2 separate regions of the Mus musculus genome follow, and region 2 is linked to region 1. Evidence: chromatin contacts called from public promoter capture Hi-C data. All regions are on one chromosome and are shown on one strand. Each heading gives the region's core, a stretch centred on a gene start, on an enhancer-like site or on the middle of the called end of the contact. The rest is flanking DNA. Distances are from core to core; before and after follow the strand shown.

What was found. Promoter capture Hi-C pulls out the DNA fragments that hold promoters and counts their contacts.
Region 2: a promoter capture Hi-C map of liver shows a contact between it and region 1, with 2.6 times the contacts expected there. The contact joins the promoter of Dhx8 here to the promoter of Nkiras2 in region 1. A contact is called at or near these places in 2 of 39 promoter capture datasets (erythroid cells and liver), 2 of 484 Hi-C or Micro-C datasets (neutrophils and uterus) and 1 of 9 other capture datasets (liver).

What each region holds. Positions count from the first base shown.
Region 1 is chr11:100,621,128-100,624,761 of GRCm38.p6, forward strand. Nkiras2 (NFKB inhibitor interacting Ras-like protein 2) reads left to right here and starts at 1,828. Exons shown (of 4, transcript NM_028024.2): 1 at 1,828-1,881; 2 at 3,065-3,172. The coding sequence starts at 3,079.
Region 2 is chr11:101,731,274-101,734,907 of GRCm38.p6, forward strand. It overlaps Dhx8 (DEAH (Asp-Glu-Ala-His) box polypeptide 8), which reads left to right and starts at 1,683. Exons shown (of 23, transcript NM_144831.2): 1 at 1,683-1,915; 2 at 2,883-2,968. The coding sequence starts at 1,768.

The DNA of each region.
Region 1 (3,634 bases), core at 578-3,077:
AGACTGCAAATAGTCTCCTAACTGATCCTCAGTTTCATCTTTGCCAAGCCTTGGCTCTTCCGAGAGAATGACCTTTCTTGCAAAAGTGGATGGAGTGTGTCATTTCCCTGTAATAAACTTACCAATGGCGTGCTATTGTGGTGTTTGGTCCCTGGCCTCCCACACATCTTCATTATTTGGCTAGTCTCTGCAATCAATACTGAGCCCCTAGGGATTCCTGGCTCCAAAACTGTCATGAACCTTGTTGTATTTCCTCTGTGTAATAGCTAGCCCTGCTTGTCAACCTGACCGAATCTGGAATGAACTACAATCCAGAAATGCAGGGCACACCTGTGATCCAGATCTTGAGGTTGGAACACAGGTTTCTAACCTGGATCTTGACATGGAGATCTTGAGGAATAGTGACCAGGAAAAGCTTAAACCCAGGTAAGGTAGTTACATGCATTTAATCCCAGGAGATGGAGGCAAGCAGATCTCAGTGTAAGGTCAGCCTGCAACAAAGCAAGTTCCAGATCCAGACCTGGTGGCACACACCTTTAATCTGGGACACACCTTCTGCTAGAGGCCTTCATAAGGACGTTGGAAGAAGAGCGATTCACTCTTCTTTGCTTGCTTGCACTTACTTGCCAGCACATCTGTTGGAACCTACTACTTCAGGATTCCAGCTTAGGCAGAAGACCAGCTGAAACAACGAGCCTCGTGGGACTGAGAGAACTACTAGATTCTTGAACTTCTCATTCACAGCTGCCCACTATTGGGTTAGTTAGAATACAGACTGTAAGTAATTACAGTAAATCACCTTAATTTATAGAGACATTCCATAAGTTGTGTGACTCTAGAGAACCCAGACTGATACAAGAAATGTCATGGTTCTTGTATTTCCTCTGCTTCAGAAATCTCTGTGCTATTCGGCCCTTCAAACATGAACACAGACACCCCCCTTTCCTCCCTCCTCTTTGGTACCTGTCACCTCTAAGTTAAATGCCCCTCTGCCATGCCCATAGCACCCCACTTCAATAACAGCATTCATCATGGTTGGTTTTAATTGTTACTTTGGCTGGCTAATTATTCTAGACAATGAATTTATGGTTCAATCATTCTAACTTGTAGCTTTTCCTTTGTATATGGCCCTACTTAAGGCACAAACAAGACAAAGTAGGTGCTGGGGTGTTTGGTTTCTTTGTCTGTTTGTTTTTGAGACAGGGTCTCTGTATAGACTATGTTGTCTTCAGAAAATCTCCCTACTTCACCCTCCCAAGTGCTGGGATTCAAATGTGAGCCTCCATTCTAAGTTCAAAAAAATTGCATGGTTAGTTGAGCGTGGTGGCATGTGCCTTTAATCTCAGCGCTCGGGAGGCAGAGGCAGGTGGATCTCTGTGAGTTCAAAGCCATCATGGTCTACAGAGTGATTTCAAGGCCAGCCAAAGCTACACAGAGGAACCCTGTCTTGAAAATCAAAAGAAAAAAATTGAGGCTCAAAGAGCATTTGCCTAGTATGTGCACGATCCTGGGTTCCATTCATAGCATAGCATAGCCAAGAAAAGAAAAAGAAAACTTGTCGCATAGATGATAGAACGAAACGTCACTGGTCACTGTCTTTTAGAGAGAGAACATTTTAGTGTCAGAGCCTGGAACATCGGCTTAATAACCAGACACAAGTTCTGGTGGGTATTTCCCCGCCGGCCTCTGGGGGCGCTGTGCGATCCGCGCTCACTTTACGCCGCCGGAAGTTGTCTTGAAGGCTGGCCGTTGCGGGGCGGGACCTCTGGGTCAGTCCTTCCACCCAGAGGAAGAGGGCCGTCTTTACGGTCGAGCTGCCCCTCCCATGGTCCGGCCCACTCCGGGGGGCACCTCAGCGGGAGTGCTGCGGGGACCCGGGAGGTATGGAGCTGGGAGGCAGGGCTCAGCGCGGCCTCTGTCTCGGATTCACTTTGGTTGTCCTGTGATTGCCTCTGAGATTCTGAGGGGTGCCCTTCAGGGGTACTCTGTGGCGGCGGCCTCTGGCAGCCTCTCGAGTGTCGCTTACTAAAAGGCTCACACCACGGGGTGGAGATGAGCGACAGGAAACTCTCCTGGAGAGGTTTCTGCTTGGGACCCCTTTGAGGCTTACCTCTGGATCTCTGCTTTCTGGGGGGAGGAGGAAGGGGCGATTACTGGCGCTCCCCGGGTGCCTGTGTCAGGAAGTTTCCCTTTAGAAGGACCTCTCTCTGCAGTCTCAAGAGAGTTTATAAATCTGAGCTTTCTCTGTGCCTGTCAGTTCAAGGGATGTAAAAGCCATCTTTCGGAAGCACTTTTCTCTTTATTCTGTTTCTTGTCAGATCTTTATTTTACCGGTGGATTCAACTGGGAATGGTTAAATGGAATTTATTGCCATCCAAATTAGTCATTCAAGAAAGCAAGTTATGCCGGGCAGTGGTGGTTGCACGCCTTTAATCCCAGTACTTAGGAGGCAGAGACAGTCAGATTTCTGAGTTCGAGGCCAGCCTGGTCTACAAAGTGAGTTCCAGGACAGCCAGGGCTATACAGAGAAACCCCGCCCCCCCCCCCCCGAAAGAAAGAAAGAAAGTTTTTCTCCATATTTGCACACTCTCCCTGAGGAAAAGATGTCAAGAAGAATCTAAAATCCCTGCTTCTTTCTTCACGGAAGTCATGGTTAAAAGGAGAAAACAGCCTGGTGTGCATATGCCTCAACTATTTCATCAGCTGGGAGCCAGCTTGGGGTACATGAGACCCTGTCTCAAAACAACCCCCTCCCCCCAAAATCAAACAAAAAGAACAGGAGTATTTGTGGAACTTCCTTCAGTATTTGGTGCCCTATCTTGTGCACAGGAACAAACCCGGCCAGCTGTTTTTGTCACCCCACTCTCTAAGCCCCTCCCTTTGTGGTGCCATTAACCCCACCCTGGCTGTGTGCCAAATCCTGGCCACTCATGGGATAAGGAGGTTAATTACAGCTCACTGCTCAGTAGTTCGGTAAACATCAGGGTGGTGCTAACTCCCTGATGCTCCCTGGCCTGCTGTTTGGATTCTGTCTTCCCTCACCACACGGCTTCTGTCCTTTTAGGTTGAAAGCTAAGCATGGGGAAGAGCTGCAAGGTGGTCGTGTGCGGCCAGGCATCTGTGGGCAAAACTTCAATCCTTGAGCAGCTTCTGTACGGGAACCATGTCGTGGGTGAGTGTTGCTGGGCCCGGGAGACTGGCAGAAGACCTTGAGTGAAGGATCTGGTCACATCCTGAATCCAAAAGCTAAAAAGGACACCAGCTGCTTTCACACCCTCCCAATTAGGGCTGGAGGCAGGGCTGACTGTCAGAGCCCTGGTCTAACATGTACTAGTCCTTGGGTTTGAACCCCACAATGGAGGGGGAAAATAAAACATTGTACCACCCAAGTTCTATGACATTGTACAAATCTAGAAGGAAGAAACCCAAAGCCAAGATAGGAAGAAGCCCATTCCCACCCCACAGCACTTGGCCAGAGGTGGATGTAGGGTGTCTGCTTCTATTACTGCCCGCCTTGTTGTTATCGTCTTTGAGAGGGCCTCACTGTACGGCCCAGGTTGGCCAGGAACTCTCACAGATCAACCTGTCTCTGCCCCTGCCTCCCCTCCTCCAAGAGCTTCAATTCAAGGTGTGT
Region 2 (3,634 bases), core at 433-2,932, 1.1 Mb after region 1:
CTCAGGCTGGCCTCAAACTCACCATGTAGTTACTAAGGCTGACTTTCTGTCTCCTGAGAAGTGCTGGGATTTACCAGGCATGATTTACACCTGGGATATTAGTCTTTTCATTTAGCTTTAGCTGTCCCAGAACTCACTATGTTGACCAGGTTAGCCTAGGACTCACAGAGATCTGCCTGCCTCTAGCTCCCAAGTACTGGGATTAAAATCGAGTGCAGCCATGTCCAATTTAGAGTCTTTTCTGATAGAGCTTTAAAAAACAGCTCCCAATCTCTTTGTCCTTTCTTCTTGTTAAGTGTTAAAAGTGCAGCTGGATAGAAATATGAAGTTTTAGTAGCAAGGAGATGTAGAGAAAGAAGGGTCAAGTGGAATTAACTCCTGAAACCTAACTCCATACTGGCAGATAAGCAAGCAGCATCAAGGGCAGACTTTCTCATTCTGTTCACGGAGAAAGGAAGGAAGGAAGGAAGGAAGGAAGGAAGGAAGGAAGGAAGGAAGGAAGGAGTGAGTCCTGGAGAAATGGCTCATGGTTCTGAGCACTGGTCACTCTTCCAGAGGATCTGGGTTCAATTTCCAGCACTCACACCGAAGCTCACAACTATCTGTTACTCCAGTTCCAGGGGATCTGACATCCTTACACAGACATGAATGCAGGCAAAACCATGTATAGGAAATAAAAACAAGTAAGTTATAAGGAAGGGAAGGGCATCAGGAACTCAGATGGCAATGTACTAAATCCTTGGGAACCTGGAAACACGGAACTACTGTGATAGTCCTTTGCCTGCAATTTTGAGAGAGGTTCTCACTGTGTAACTTTGGCTGACTTCAGTCTCAGAGAACAGCTTGTTTCTGCCCTCCGAGTGCTTCAATTAAAGGAGAGCACCAGCCTGCCCAGCTTCCCTGCAACTCGTTATCACTGAAGTGTTCCCAATAATTCAAAGACACAGTAGTGCAACAGAGTCAGCCAACAGTAGCAGAGGGGGCTCATTTTCTGTCTTTTGACTGATGGGAGGGCTACTCACCTTAGAGGAAGTATTTTCTTGTTTTTTACACAGAATACTAAGACATGGGAAACCCTTCATCTTCATTGCAAGGTTCTGCCAAAGGGAAAAGTAAAAGTTGGGACACCTGAATTTATGACCTCAGGTTCACAACACAGCTGACATTTAGAGAAGCAGATTTTAAGAGGACTGAGGGTTTTGGCAACAGGAATGCTTGAGATAAGCTTTGCTGGACCACTCGCAGTTTGGGGGGGTTATAACAGCAACTAATATTTTCAGTGTGCCTACTGTGGCTCAGCCACTTTGCATATCTATTTCATTTAGACCGTATTATCCGAGTTTACAGATAAGCAGCCAGAATCTAGCGTCTGCTGGTGTAAGGTCACTTGAGATCACTTGCCATGAGGTCAGGAACTGAGCTGATCAAGGACAAGCCAACTTGCTTTTCCGAGGCGCTGTTCAGTCGCGCAGGCCACGGTCGCCCTCTGCTGACGGATCACAGAGGCGCGCTGAGATTGATCCTTAAAAAAACCTAAAGGCGGGTGGAGTCTTCCCCCCCGCTAGAGGCCGCCACTGAACGAACAGCGTAACTCAGTGCGTCTGGCCCGTCTGTGGGAACTTCCTGCCAGATCTCGCTGATCCTTACAAAGACGGTTAACTTTACTTGACGTCCCTGTAAACAAAAGAGACGAGCGCCGACCCGGAAGTGGAAGCTGTGGCTTCGCGTTCTGGCCGGCCGGAAGGAGACCAAAGGGAAGTTGTAGCCATGGCTGTAGCCGTGGCCGCCGCCGGGGTCCTAATGGGCTCGGAGCCCGGCCCGGCGGAAGAACTCGCTAAACTTGAGTACCTGTCTTTGGTGTCGAAGGTTTGCACGGAGCTGGACAATCACTTGGGCATCAACGACAAGGATCTGGGTGAGCTGGAGGAAGGTCCCGATGGCTTTTGATTTTGGGGGTGAGGGAGGCAGGAGAGAAGCGGTTGATGGTGTGTGTGTGTGTGTCTGTCTGTCTGTGTCTGTGTGTGTGTCATCGTGACTTGGGCTCCGGGAACCTGTGGCGGTGGCCTCTGCTTGAGAACCATCCGGTCCGAGCTATTAGAAACCATTTCTGTGAGCTGCCGGTGAAGGCTGGGGCAGCAATTTCTGCTCGATTGTTGTTTTTCAGTTCTGGGGGGCGAAATAGCTTTAACAATAGCAGCAGCAGCAGCCCCCGCGAAGATGATGGTTGTAATTACGGCCAGTAATTTTTAGAAGCTCACAAGATATTATGGGTAGCTCTTCATCTACATTATCTTGTTTGGTCTTCGCACAGTCAGGCAGTAGTCAGCATCTACTTCGAGCTTGTGCTTTGAGCCGTGCTCTTAAATTAGTTACATCTTCTTATCTCTCACATACTAGTCATTAGATGTTTAAGGGCAAACTGTGACTAGGGGACCCAGAGAGAAAATAAGAAAGGCTCGGGGCCCAGATCGTAATTATATGCATAGCCGGAGCCCTTGTGAAAATGAGAGGCCGAGTATGTGAATTAGAAGCATGAGGGGAACACTTCCGTTTGATAGGTACAGGGTTGGGTGGTGTTGGGCTTTTTCAGAATGTCCTCAAAAGTAAATGACAGCCAGGCAGGCGCCTAGGATCTCAGGCTTGGGATGTGAGGGCAGAATGATTAGTAATTCCAAAGTCACACGTAGATAATCTGAGGGTAGCTTGGGCATGGTATGTATCAGGGTATGACCCGTCACAAAAAACGACGACAAAGCCGGGCAGTGGTGGCGCACGCCTTTAATCCCAGCACTTGAGAGGCAGAGGCAGGCGGATTCCTGAGTTCTTTTATAATTTAATTATTATCTGAGTCCATTTATAATTCCTTTTTTTTTTTTTAACAGCTGAATTTGTCATCAGTCTTGCTGAGAAAAATACTACCTTTGATACTTTTAAGGCTTCTCTGGTCAAAAATGGTGCAGAATTCACAGTATGTATATCTGAAGATTCTTTGTTTCCTTTTTGTTTCTTTGGTGTTGCTACTGAATTTAAATTTTGATCGCACTAAAGGATTTTTAAGTAGGAAGGAGCGATTTGTGCATATCAAGTAAATAAGCCATCAAATGTGTAAAGTTGCGTTGCTGGCCAGGGAGCCAGATTCCTTCCCCACTGTCCTAGGAGAATGCCGCAGGACTTCCGGCAGTAAGTCTGAGGATGCTGACATTCTTTTGTTGTTGTTGTTGGTTTGTTTGTTTTTAATTTTTTATTAGATATTTTCTTCACTTACATTTTTTAAAGATTTATTTATCTTATTTATGTGAGTACACTGTAGCTGTCTTCAGACACTCACCATAAGAGGGCATCAGATCCCATTACAGATGGTTATGAGCCACCATGTGTTGTTGCTGGGAATTGAACTCGGGACCTCTGGAAGGGCATTTGGTGCTCTTAACCCCTGAGCCATCTCTCCAGCCCCTGATGTTGACATTCTTGTTCTGTGAATCAGGACGTCAGGGACAAGCCGGGCAGTTGTGGCCCACACCTTTAATCCCAGCACTTGGGAGGCAGAGGCAGGCAGATTTCTAAGTTTGAGGCCAGCTTGGTCTACAGAGTGAGTTCCAGGACAGCCAGGGCTACACAAGAGAAATCATGTCTC